2 separate regions of the Mus musculus genome follow, and region 1 is linked to region 2. The links are chromatin contacts, called in public HiChIP or PLAC-seq maps. All regions are on one chromosome and are shown on one strand. Each heading gives the region's core, a stretch centred on a gene start, on an enhancer-like site or on the middle of the called end of the contact. The rest is flanking DNA. Distances are from core to core; before and after follow the strand shown. Region 1 overlaps Gng12 (guanine nucleotide binding protein (G protein), gamma 12). Region 2 has its middle 24 kb from the start of Gm36144.

Region 1 (6,296 bases), core at 3,659-6,158, 1.3 Mb after region 2:
TGAAACAGAGGCATAGAAAGATTGTAATAGGTCCTATACTTCCTGCAAGTCAACTGTGATTCTAAGACTTAAACTGCAATGTTCCTAACAACTCAAATATATGTTCTATCACTATCATCATTTTAAGATTAGGAAACCCAGGCACAGGGTGGTCTTGGCAGGGTCAGGAAGGAATGGTTCAGAACAGAAATCCGCAGTTAATTCCAAAGTACTTTTTTAAAAAGTTTGCCGGGCTGGTGAGATGGCTTAGTGGGTAAGAGCACCCAACTGCTCTTCTGAAGGTCCAGAGTTCAAATCCCAGCAACCACATGGTGGCTCACAACCATCTATAAGGAGATCTGGCGCCCTCTTCTGGAGTGTCTGAAGACAGCTAAAGTGTACTTACATATAATAAATAAATAAACAAATAAACAAACAAACAAATAAATAAATAAAAAGAGTTTTTTTTAAAACAAGAACATCTCTTTAAAAAAAAGTTTGCTACATTGTATTTTATATGCAGTAAATACTTGGTAAATGTTTATGACCAGCATAGTTAAGGACCTATAATTCATCAATGCAGACAAGAAGAAACCATACAGGTCTACTACCCCTTCCACCCAAAATTGTACTTCTGCCTGCTGCCTTTAGAATTCTGGGCCACAAATGCCATTCCCTGTGGTAGTCTCCACTCTTCAGTTTTTGCTAGAAATTGCATGTCTTTCAAGTAGAACATCAGGGAACAGCATCCTTGGGAGAATCTTGGCTCATTTTATTTTATTTAATTTCTGACATAGATATTTCCTGGACTTGTTTCTTCTTGCATAGTAGTGTCCTGAATAGTCTGTGTAGCCTCAGAAAGCCATGGCTGGAGGTTGCCGTAGTAACAGTCTAGCCCTCTGTATTGCACCATCTGTGTCTACTGTCACATGCACAAAGCACTTTCCAGCCGGGTGTGAGCATGCTCCACACTCCTGATACCAGCCCAATGCCTGGGGAGGGTTCATTAAGAGTCATTGCCCAGATCACCAAGGCCGGGGCTTGGTGCTGCCGTGGCCTGAGGAGGGAGCAGGGCTCAGCTTATCATTCTCCAGACTCACTGGTTTTCTTTCTACTATGCTGCCATATTAGGTAGTCTAAGGGAAGTTGGAGTAAAAACCTCATCAGACTCTTGGATCAGCGCACCAGGCTTGTTTCTGTAGCCACTTGCTCCTCGTAGCATGCTTGCTTTCAGCAAACAGCTCTCAAATGTCTCTCAGATCTCAGCATTCCTTCAGTGTCTTGGGACCCCTGACGCTACCCTCTCAAGAAAAGCACAAGCTTTCTTTTGGAACCTTTCTCTCTAAATACAAGGACATTTTCCACTGACCAGAATCAGTCAGAGGAAGTAGTGGGGAAGGTGTGGAGGAATGTCTCCATGGAAACAGCCGAGGTGGACCGCATTCCCTTTCTCATTGACTCATCAGCCATACTGATCATTGCCTTCTAGCTACACGGGCCATTATTTATCTATCCAGTGCACAGGTAGAATCGGGCTCTTTGTCCTGTAGTCAGAGAGCTAGGAGCCATGGGAACGGAAGGAAGAGATTGGGAGGCCAGATGAGAGCTGGACTTCTCTGGATGTTTTCCTTTCTATCTGCAACAAGAGTGCCTGTCTCTCAAAAGGACACACTTAGGAAGATCATAATGTTTTATGGAGGAAAGAGCCTATTTCCTGTCTAAACTGGGCTGCCCAGGCCCTGTCCAGCTATCTGTGTCTGAGGCAGATCAAAACCCATACAAGATACACCGCCTAAAAAACTCTGGTCCAGAGAATTGTTAAAAGGGGCAGACTACTCCTACAATCTGTTTGGTCTCAGAGATTACAGGTCTGACCACTTGATGAGGCCTGTGAGCAGAGTAAAAGAGGCATGGCCACTTGAGCTGCGTCATACAGGAGTCAGCAGCTGTGCTGGGACCAGATCCATCCCCATGGGAAAGGGTGGCTGAAGAGGAAGGAAGGCCTCATGTCACACATGTATACATACGAAGTTCAGCAGGAGCCTCTTTAAAAGTATCGGCCTTCCATCCTCCATTCCAACAAGAGTTTTTCAGACAAAAAGGAAAATTTAAAACTACTGTATTCTACCACGTTACCCCTAACTCACTTGCCCCTGCTTTTCCATCGGAAAACTGGAGCTGTCCAAAGCCATCACCTTTACGCAGCAGCCAGGCATTGAGGCCGTGCATCTTTTGTTGTTGACCTGTTCCAGCTTAAGAAGCTCCTGCTGCTCTCTAGTGAATGGCTGTGGGGACTCCTGTCTGCCCCACAGCAGACCTGCATCTCACCACAGTTCAGGCGTGTCACTTACGTTCCCCACACAGCCAGGACGGGCTTCTTGTCAAGTACACCCTCTTTACTATTACTTTGCTTGCCTCTCTTTGGGTGAACTGTCCTTTTATGTTCTGGTGCAATGCAGATGATCCTGTGGCAAGCTTTCTCAGTACACATCTGACCTTATGACCCATACTATGTCCTCCAGCTTCTTAGAAAGCATCTGCCACACTGGTGTGTGTGTGTGTGTGTGTGTGTGTGTGTGTGTGTGTATGCACAAGCACATGTGTAAAGGTATCCACAAGGGTCAGAAGAGAGCCTCAGCTGTCCTGGAGCTGGAGTTCAGGCATTTGTGAGCTGTCTGGTATGGATACCGAGTGGGACCAGAACTCCAGTCTCCTAGAAGAGCAGCAAACAGTCTTAGCTCTGAACCATCCCTGCAGCCCTATCTCCACGCTGTTTTGAAGTTGCTTTTCATTGTCCTCAGCCCTTAGCCTTTAAGCCCATTGAGGTCAGTGGGTTTGTCATAGTACCAGACCATGGTGCAAACAGGACTAGCAGGCAGTGCACATCCAACTTCTGCTTCATTGTACAGTGCTCAGCTCTACTTGTTCTATTTAAAGCTTCATCATCGCAGTATAGAGCCTCTCCTGTAAACAAACAGAAACTTTTTTCTAGTGAGGGCCTAGGACCAGGATATATTTAGCACAGCTAGTTGAAGACTGCTATTCATTGTTAAAGTCCTAGAACATTATAAAACTCCTAAGCGCCCTTGACTCATCAGAGGCAAATTAGATTATTCATTTAGCAAACATTCTGAGTGTACCCTTTGCACAACAGTGTGCTCAGTGTGATGGAATATGTCAGGGTAGGCTGACAGGGTTTGCTCCTAGGATGGATCATGGGGCTTTTATATTTTCTTCCTATATTGAACATTAGCAGATAGAGTGAGCCTAAAGAAGGCTGGCCTTCAGGGTAAAGTCACATTTCATATAAGACTGAACAGTGGAGGTGGGCTCTTCACTCAGATTCGGGGTAAGATAGACCACCAACCTTCTTATGCTTCACAGAAAGGCTGCAACCTTTCCGACCAGTGCCAACACAGAAAAGAACTGCTTGTTGACATACCTCTCCTTTAAGATGAGGTTACCTCTTGAAGCCCACGAGTCAATTTCTCCTCGTGTTTCCCTGGAGAGAATTAGGACACACATCCTTCCTGAACTTATCTCTGACACTTATGTGATCTACCCCAGTCTAGACTTATTGTAGTCACATGAAGAGGGAACTTACGAGGACAGCAGACCGGGGAGGGGGAGTAACAATCAAGATTACTCAAGAGACCACACCACCGTAGAAATCCAGAGAATTGGGGCATGTGCCCTGTTTCCCTGCAGGAAATACAGATAGAGTGGTCAGCAAGGCTTTCTGGAAAAAGTGATGTCTAAACTGTGGAAACGTGGGGAGAGACATTTTCTTTTCAGAAAGATCACTCTAGTAGCAAGAAGTAAATGAGAAGACTGCAGAGAAGATGTAGAGAGAGGAGCCTGGAGGTAGCAGAGGGGTGCAGGAAAAGTGGGGTGGAGTCGGGGCATTTGCCCACACATCGGTGCTATTCCCTGAACTGGAGATCGTAGCAATAGGTTGATTCTGCAGTTGGGCTAAAATGGTGAGCAAAGGTGCAACTAGTACTCTCTCTGTGGGAGGCTGGTGGATGGGTGGTCAGAAGAAGCCCAGGTAATCAGAGATAGACACATAGGGCCCTGAGTTGTGCCAAGAGGCCACACACAGTCCTTTTAAGAATGTGAACAGAGACAATGGTGAAGAGATGGGGGGAGGAGATACTGAGAGCAGGCAAACAGATCATACCTCTCCAGGTCCAGGCAGGGACAGCAAGGTCTCTGTGATAGTAAAGTGAACTGCACAAAGGAGACCTGAGTACAAGGATTCCCACCAGAGTGACAGCACTTGTCCTGAGTTTAGCAGACTTAAATCTTGGCAGTGTGCTTACATACACTGTTACTTAGTGCTGGCCTCTATGAGTGTAGGCATTCTTGCATTAACAAGCTTTGCAACAGACCAGGTAGGAACTGTTCAAGGGAGTCAGGGCATTTCTGAATGTAGCTCCTTGTCCCTTGTCTCAGGCCAATGCTTTGTTTACTAGAGACCTCTGCAGAGAGCCTTCATCCATCACTGACCAAGCATTTCCTGAAGTATAGTCTAGTACAGAAGACAGGGACAGGCAGAAATACAGCTGCAGAGCACCAAGTCACAAATCCGAGGGGCTGGGGGGAGAGCTGCTGTGGCTCTGGCCTCTGATCTAGCTGGCCTGCCTAGTACTTTCTGTTGACGTAATAACTCTAGTGGCCACTAGATCATCTGCTCACTGTAGAGCATGAATCAGAACTACTAAACAACAAGAGCTTCCCTTATGGCCACTGTGTCTCCAGGACCATTTCGAGTACTGATTGTGACAAATGAAGAAGGTGTTCTTGCTTTCCTAGAGCTAAGTAGGGAAGAAGGTCACAGGAACAGAGTTCTGTAGGACAGTGAAGCCAGTGCAGTGCTAGGACTGCAGGAAGCAGAGAAGCTCTGGGCTCCATCCCCCACTTCTCAGGGAATGCTGCTGGAAGCCGTGCTGGACATCTAATTCCAGCTGCCTTTGTCTCTCTGGGATCCTTCTAAGGTCATGGGGATGAATGATGTCATTTGGTGTCTAACAGCTTCTAGCACATAATGAGTTTCTGGAAATGATGGCAGATAGCTCACATTGTAGCCTAGACAAGTGGAGGGGTTTTGTGTGGTGGACTAAGATTATTACTGGGAAAATGGTGCCTCAGTCGCTTGTCAACTGTGAAATTATATGAGATATGCTACAACAGGACTAGCTCCTGCTTCTCAATGAATATTCTGTCCACACTTGATGAGGTTGTGTTTGTCATGCATCTCTAATTGACCTGGCATCTCTCTTAATGCTGAGGGAAGATGTACTTCTCGCAGAACATGGGTTCTGAGCCACTGAAAGCTTTTTGTCCAGTGAGAAAGTATGTAGACTTCCTCCAACTGTGTGCGTGGATGAGTTCATTCATGTGTATGAATGTGAGTGTACACTTACATAGCACACATGTGCGGGTGAGTTGGTCCTCACCTTCTACCTTCTGAGATGGCCTTTGCCGCTCACTTGTTGGTACACAGACTAGCTGAGCCAGGAGGTTCCAGGGTTCTCTTCTCAGCCAAGCATAGAACACTGGGATCACAGACCATGCTACTGCTCCTTACTTTTACTTGGGTTCTAGGGCTTTGAGCTTGGCTCTTCCTGCATGCATACACACTAAGAAAATAGAACCACTAAGATGAGAATTCTGCAGAAGTTAATGTTGCTGTTAACAAATGATTATTAAGGTAGATTTAAAGACATAAATATATTCTGTAGTCTGGAGAATAAAATAAGCCCTTTGCTCTGTATTGTACACAGCCTTCTAAGAAGTGGTTCCCAGGGACTAGGATCACAGGTGATTACATCTGTACTCCTTTTGATATCATGATTTAGTTATTTGAGTACTGCCAGTTTGATGGGAGACCTGAGATAGATGATGGTGCTCAGTAAGCCAGCAGATGAATATGTAAGGGCACTCTGAGAACTGAGTGGCCCTGGAAACCTAAACCCCAGCTGTTTCCATGGAGAAATATGCCCCATAAGGACCTTCTTTGAAATCAACTTTTGAACTCCTGCTGATTTATTAGTTGGGGGCTAATGATATAAAGCCATCACCTACTGATGTGTAAAATTCTCAGCATTAACCCATCATCAAGAGTTTATTGAGTGAGTGCTGGGTGGATTACACTGATAGGCGTAGCAGAGAGGAACAAAGGACAGAAAGAAGCGTGTCTGCCCTCCAGGAGTCTACACCTAGTTGAAGAGGGAAGAACTGACTATAAAGCAACTTCTATGGTGCCTGAGCCAAAACACAGGAGTCTGCAAGCAGCAGCAGGGAAGGGGATGTGA
Region 2 (5,784 bases), core at 1,911-4,410:
TCAAATCAGAGATCATTCTGAGACAAATCAGAGGAGAGACATATCAGAAACCCCTTCAGCTAACTAGCTTATTGTACTAAGTCCTGGGCTGACTATTACTTCATTGGGTAAAACTTATTTACTGAAGAGGTATGTTTGGCAGTCAAAACGGGAGGAACAGCTGTAGGAGTTCTGTTTCCATTGAACTCAGTGATTCATTTGGAACTACATAAGCCATTTAACCAAGAGGTGTTTAAATAAAGCATAGCCCAGGGTAGCTTGCTGACTTGTGGTGCTGATTCTTTTGATTTGAAAAGAATCCATATGGCTCTCAGACGAGTTGTGACATCACCAGGAAGTCTATTCTTCCTGTTCCTTTTGTCCTTGTCCTTGTCCTTTGTCCTTGTCTTATTTTTTTTTCTTCAAATATAAAGTGTTTTGTCCAAAGATTGTGCAGGCAAATTTCACAGTGATTTGTTTATGTTGGGGCACATGAAGGTCTTCAAACTCACCATCAAGAATCTTGCCATTATTTAATAGACGAACGAAGCCAGTCCATATTTCCAACAAGTCTTTCCTTTATTTGGCATAGCCTAGTCAGTCTTACCTAACACTACAGTCAGATATCTGCCTCTGCAAGACAAGACTTAAATGCTGCTGCAGCTAACCCGTTTTGCACCGGACATCTTTGGTGAGTGGTCTGGGCAAAGTTGTCTATCTCAGAAGCAGAGAGGTCCACACATTAACTCAGTGACTTCATCACAAGCTGTAACGTTGCCATTTCAGTAATGGCTTCATCATTGTAGTGAAGCACAACATTATAGTTTACAAATGCTAGTCTCAAAATGATCACCAGCAGTAGCAAACCCACCTAGGGCCTTTCTAGAATTACAAACTCTTAGGCCACAGCACAGAATTTGGATTACAAACTCAGTTCGAGCAGTTTAGCAACACGTTTTGACAATGTCTCTCTGTGATGGTTACTTTAATGCCAACTTTGCCCAAAGTAGAATTACTTGAGTAAGGAGCCTCACATGAACTGTTCCAATTACTTTAATGGATGTGGAAAGAGCCCCTGCCCCCAAGTGTGGCAACACCATTTGGTAGCAGTCCAGATAAAAATGGTTATGGCAGCAGGAAGGTTATGTGCCTTCTCCCCATTGCCCTTCCCTCTTGGCTGCTTGGACTTTTTTCCTACTGTTGATTTGAACAGATTTACCTTGTTGTTGCTGCTAATTCCTTTGTTCTTAACAGAACCACTGTTTCAGACTCCCATCATTGACTAAGGCCAGTGGCTCTGCAGGAACCTCTCAGTTTTTCAGTTTCAGATCAGGACAACTGAGGCACTCCCCACCCCCACCCCGTCCCCACCCCTGAGACAGGTGAGCTCTATTTTAAGAAGCCTCTCTGGTGAGCTACTATTTTAATGTAAGTTTATTTAATAAATTCTGTTAGTATATATTCCTCCTATCAGTTCTGTTTCTCTGGAGAACCCTGACTAGTCAAACCTTCATGGACACATTTAGCAGAGCAGAGCTTACCTGTGCTTGGTTAAGCTTATCCTTAACCAAGGAACTATTCACTAAGACATCTCCCACTTCCCATAACTCACAGTTTTAAAAAATGCACAGTAACCAGACAGCACAGGAGACATAAATAATCTTCTCTTAAAACCTTTATTGTTAGTAGAAACATGTTGATTTTTAATATTATCTTGTTCACAGTCAAATCCATTTCATCATGTTAATCATAATCTTGTTTCTGGAAAGGGAGGGCTGCTGAAAGGAGGCAGTCACGAAGCAGGAAGGCCATGCTGTGTATGGCAGGCATCGTTCCTCAAGTGCCTCTCAACTTAAAACCTGTGTGTGTTTTAAACATTTAGTCATAAGAATCTTCACCTGTGAGATTTTTTTTCCTTCTGCATCACTAAGCTAAAGTACTTCTTTGAATGGAATCTCGAATGGCAGAGATTCCACAGCCTCTCTAACTGGTTTTGTTCTCACAGTGGTTTTTGCTCTTTTTATATCCTCCAGTCACCTTGACTGAGCCTTTAGGACCTGTATGATCTTCAGTCTGTCCTCTAATTTATGCCTCTTTGTCTTTTTCTGCCATCTATTTAATATCTAATTACATCACTTCTCTTCTGTTTGGCACCATCCTCTAGATTCAGAGTCTAGAAGAACAGAAAGAGATTCAAGAAGAGCATTATGAAAGGGATTCACTGGAATGGCTGATATGAGTGTCTGCAGGCTAGAGAAGCTGAGACACCAATTACTGCTCAGTCCATGAAGCTGGATGTCAAGGATCGAAACCCAGTGAATGCCTGGAAGATTCCTGGGTAGCTACTACTCTTTATGTTAGAATGTCCAAGGTACTAGGTGGTGGCAAAAGTCTGCAGAGATGGAAGTGGGAGCCACAAGAGGAGGGATAGATAACCTCACTCATCAGGAATCAAAAGACAGGCCTGACAGGAAGCACTGTCCTTTTCTCAGATCTCTTTGTGATCTAGAGCACTTAGAGGAAGACACTGTTATCTCAAATAAAAATTCTCCTTAGCTAATCCTTTCTGTAAATGTCTCAACAGATCTTGGTGACTCCAGATCCTGTTAGGTAGACAACCAAGATAAGTCATCACATCTCCCTTGTGATGGAAAACATTAGCAAAGGTTCTCTCTGTGGGAAAGAGTCAACACATCAGGGACAGTTTGCTTTTAACATACTGAGCCATCTCTGACTCTGTGTCATTGTCATCTTTGCATATCCTGTCCAGCCTCTGGTATAATCCATGCATTTGTCCAAAATATTAGAAGTGGATGCTCTTGGCCAGATTTATAATAAGATGACACAACCCAAAGGACAGGCAGTTTTACATAGACAGTGTCACCTACCTACACCTCTGGATGGATACTATACAGAAAGGTAGGTGGCCCCTCCTTAGGGAGGTTTAACTTGTGTCTGGCTGAGTATGAGGTGGGCTGACCTGAAAGCCCAATTCTCATGCCACAGCCCATCCCAGTGCCTTTTCTCACGCCAGGCTCTCTTGCAAGCGGATCTACCGTGCTTTCTGCTGTATCCAAAGCTATGTTGCTTCAATCACCATTCTTGGTCCAACTGTACTGTGAGCTAGAGACACATTAATACAAAAGCTCTGAAACTCTGCTATTGACCTGACTCAGGAAGTAGCAGTCTGTAACCACATCCTGCAGAGGACTGTGCTGGCTGCAAGAGGTGCTTCGGGTATATGACATGTCCTCAGTAAATATCCATGACTGAATAAATAAGTGAATTCCTCCTTCAAAGAAACCCTGCTTGATTATGCTTTTCCTTTGAACAGTCCCTTCACTTCATGTTCGTCTTCAACCCTTAACTCTGTTCACAGGGTTCTGGACTACTGCGTGATGAGATTTAACCACTGTGTATCATCTTTAGCTTGTCTTGCTCTTTCGGTGTCATTCACATGGAAGGAAGCAAAGAAGGAAGATTCAGAAACAAACAAAAAGGCAAAGGAGAGCCCCCTGCTTGTCAGCTCAAAAGTCCAGGCTAAGAAAGTATCTGTGATTCTTTTCCTGAAATAGGTGCTGCTCCGTATTCCTTGATCACAAGTAAACCAGCATAGTACGGCACAAAAGAAGAGATAAAAACTGATGATCATCTCAGCACACACAGAAAATGCCAGGCAGGTTCAACATCCAAAAGATCACAGGAAATATTGCTTTCACTGGGGTGGCTGAAGCCATGCCCGGTCCAAAGTGAGGCTTCTAAAAAGTGAGGGTTCTACAAAGTGAGGGCTCTAGGAAGCAAGGTTCCCACAAGGCTTGCTTCTGTTCATGGCATACCAGAAGTAATGGACCAGAAAAAGAAATAAGTCTCTTGAATTGGAAGGAGAAAAGAAATATCCTTGTTTATGTAAAAAAAAAAAAACCCTAAACCCTCATCATCAACAACAAAACAGTATAAAAATAAAAAATAAATGAAATAAAGTGGCCAAGTACAAAATTGGGAGTATGAAAACCAGGGTATTTCTGTGTATGAACCATGAGCCATTCAAAAGAAAGCTTAGGAGAAGAATCCTATTCATAACAGTAAAACAAGCAAGACAGACAGACAGCAAGCAGGCCATCAAGCAAGCCATCAAGCCATCAAGCAAGCCATCAAGCAAGCAAGCAAGCAAGCAAGCAAGCAAGCAAAAACCAATAAATATGGGGAGGCAAGAAGGCTCAGCAGAGTTTCTTACTAAGAAAGAAGGAAAAAGAAACCAACTCTACACCCAAATTCTTGTCTGATCTCTACTTGTTTGCCACAACAGAAGACCTGGCCTATAATAATAAAAAATTAAGATTAAATCAAGTCCCAGCTGGGTGTCCTAGTTAGAGTTACTATTGTTGTGATGCAATTCCATGACACAAACCAAGTGAGAAAGGAAAGGATGTATCTGGCTTTTGCTTACACATCACTGTTTATCACTGAAGGAAGTCGGAGCAGGAACTCAAACAGGGCAAGAGCCTCGAAGCAGGAGCTGATGCAGAGGTCATGACGGAGTGCTGCTTACTTACTGACCTTTTCCTCATGGCTGGCTCAGCCTGCTTTCATACAGAGCCCAGTACCACTAGCCCAGGGATGGTACCACACACAATGGGCCAAGCTCCATCAATCACTAATTAAGAAAATGTTCAGCAGCTGGATCTAATAAAGGACTTTTCTTAATTGAGGTTTCCTCCTTTGAGATGTTGCTAGCTTGTGTCAACTTGATATAATACTATCCAGTACATTGGACATGCTGGCTCATACCTACAATTAATTCCAGCATTTGGGAGCTGAGGCAGGAGGCCTGTGAGTTCCAGGTTCGCCAAAGGTACACAGTGAGACCTTGTCTCAAAACAACTTCTGTTCTTCAGAATAGTTCAGTAAAAATTTCCAATAAATGAGACAATGGGGGGGAGGGGGAGCTGGTATTAGGGGCAGGATAAGCTTCATGGTAAAATACTTCACTAGTCTGTGTGAGGCCCTGGCATTTGATCCCCAGTACCCTCTTTGGTCTGTAAAAGAGCAATTTCTATCCATCAGCATTAGTAGTAAGTAGTATTTCTCAAACCACTTACTTAAACCACTAGCTTTTCCTATGAACCAACTTGTTTTCTTCACTCCATTGTCACATCTGGATTTTGTTCTTTGCCTCATTCTACTGGTTCCTGGGGATTTTATTTTATTTGCTTACATGGATCCCACGTCACCTTCCAATTTACTAATCTGTAGCATTTCGTTTTCAAAGTCCTCTTCTACCAGAATCACTCAATGAGCTGTTTTCAGGATTCAGGAGTATTCATGGCAGTTTCCTTGCAGCTCATATGTGGAAAGGTACTGACTAGTGACAAAGACATTCATCTAGCTACATCTTGTCCATCTCGGTGACAGGACCAGGCTTAACTCTTTTTTTTTTTTAGATTTATTTATTTATTATATGTAAGTACACTGTCTTCAAACACTCCAGAAGAAGGCATCAAATCTCATTACGGATGGTTGTGAGCCACCATGTGGTTGCTGGGATTTGAACTCAGGACTGTTCAGAAGAGCAGTCAGTGCTCTTAACCGCTGAGCCATCTCTCCAGCCCCCAGCCTTAACTCTTGAAGCTTACAGAAAAGACATTCAAGGACCATATCACTTTTTAGGAATGTAAGCTTGCATTTGTTGTTGTTGTTAGCCTGAAAATATAGGAATCCTTAAGAGAAACAGTAGCTCATAAGCCTAAACCCAGGCTAGAATTGGTCTCAAGATATAAAAACAGATGCAGTAACTTTCCCCTTAAA

Evidence for each region. HiChIP or PLAC-seq counts read pairs in DNA pulled down with a chosen protein or histone mark.
Region 1: an H3K27ac HiChIP or PLAC-seq map of large pre-B cells shows a contact between it and region 2, with 7 times the contacts expected there. The contact joins two enhancer-like sites. A contact is called at or near these places in 2 of 484 Hi-C or Micro-C datasets (cerebral cortex and cortical neurons) and 2 of 115 datasets of contacts at active chromatin or transcription factors (astrocytes and large pre-B cells).

What each region holds. Positions count from the first base shown.
Region 1 is chr6:66,963,498-66,969,793 of GRCm38.p6, forward strand. All of the region lies in intron 3 of Gng12 (guanine nucleotide binding protein (G protein), gamma 12), which reads left to right. Among named protein-coding and RNA genes, the nearest start is that of Gm36816, 42 kb to the right of the region's middle. Within about 2 kb of position 4,909, at least 36 of the 459 cell types and tissues checked have an H3K27ac peak or open chromatin away from gene starts, as enhancers often do.
Region 2 is chr6:65,644,756-65,650,539 of GRCm38.p6, forward strand. No RefSeq gene overlaps it. Among named protein-coding and RNA genes, the nearest start is that of Gm36144, 24 kb to the right of the region's middle. Within about 2 kb of position 3,161, at least 36 of the 459 cell types and tissues checked have an H3K27ac peak or open chromatin away from gene starts, as enhancers often do.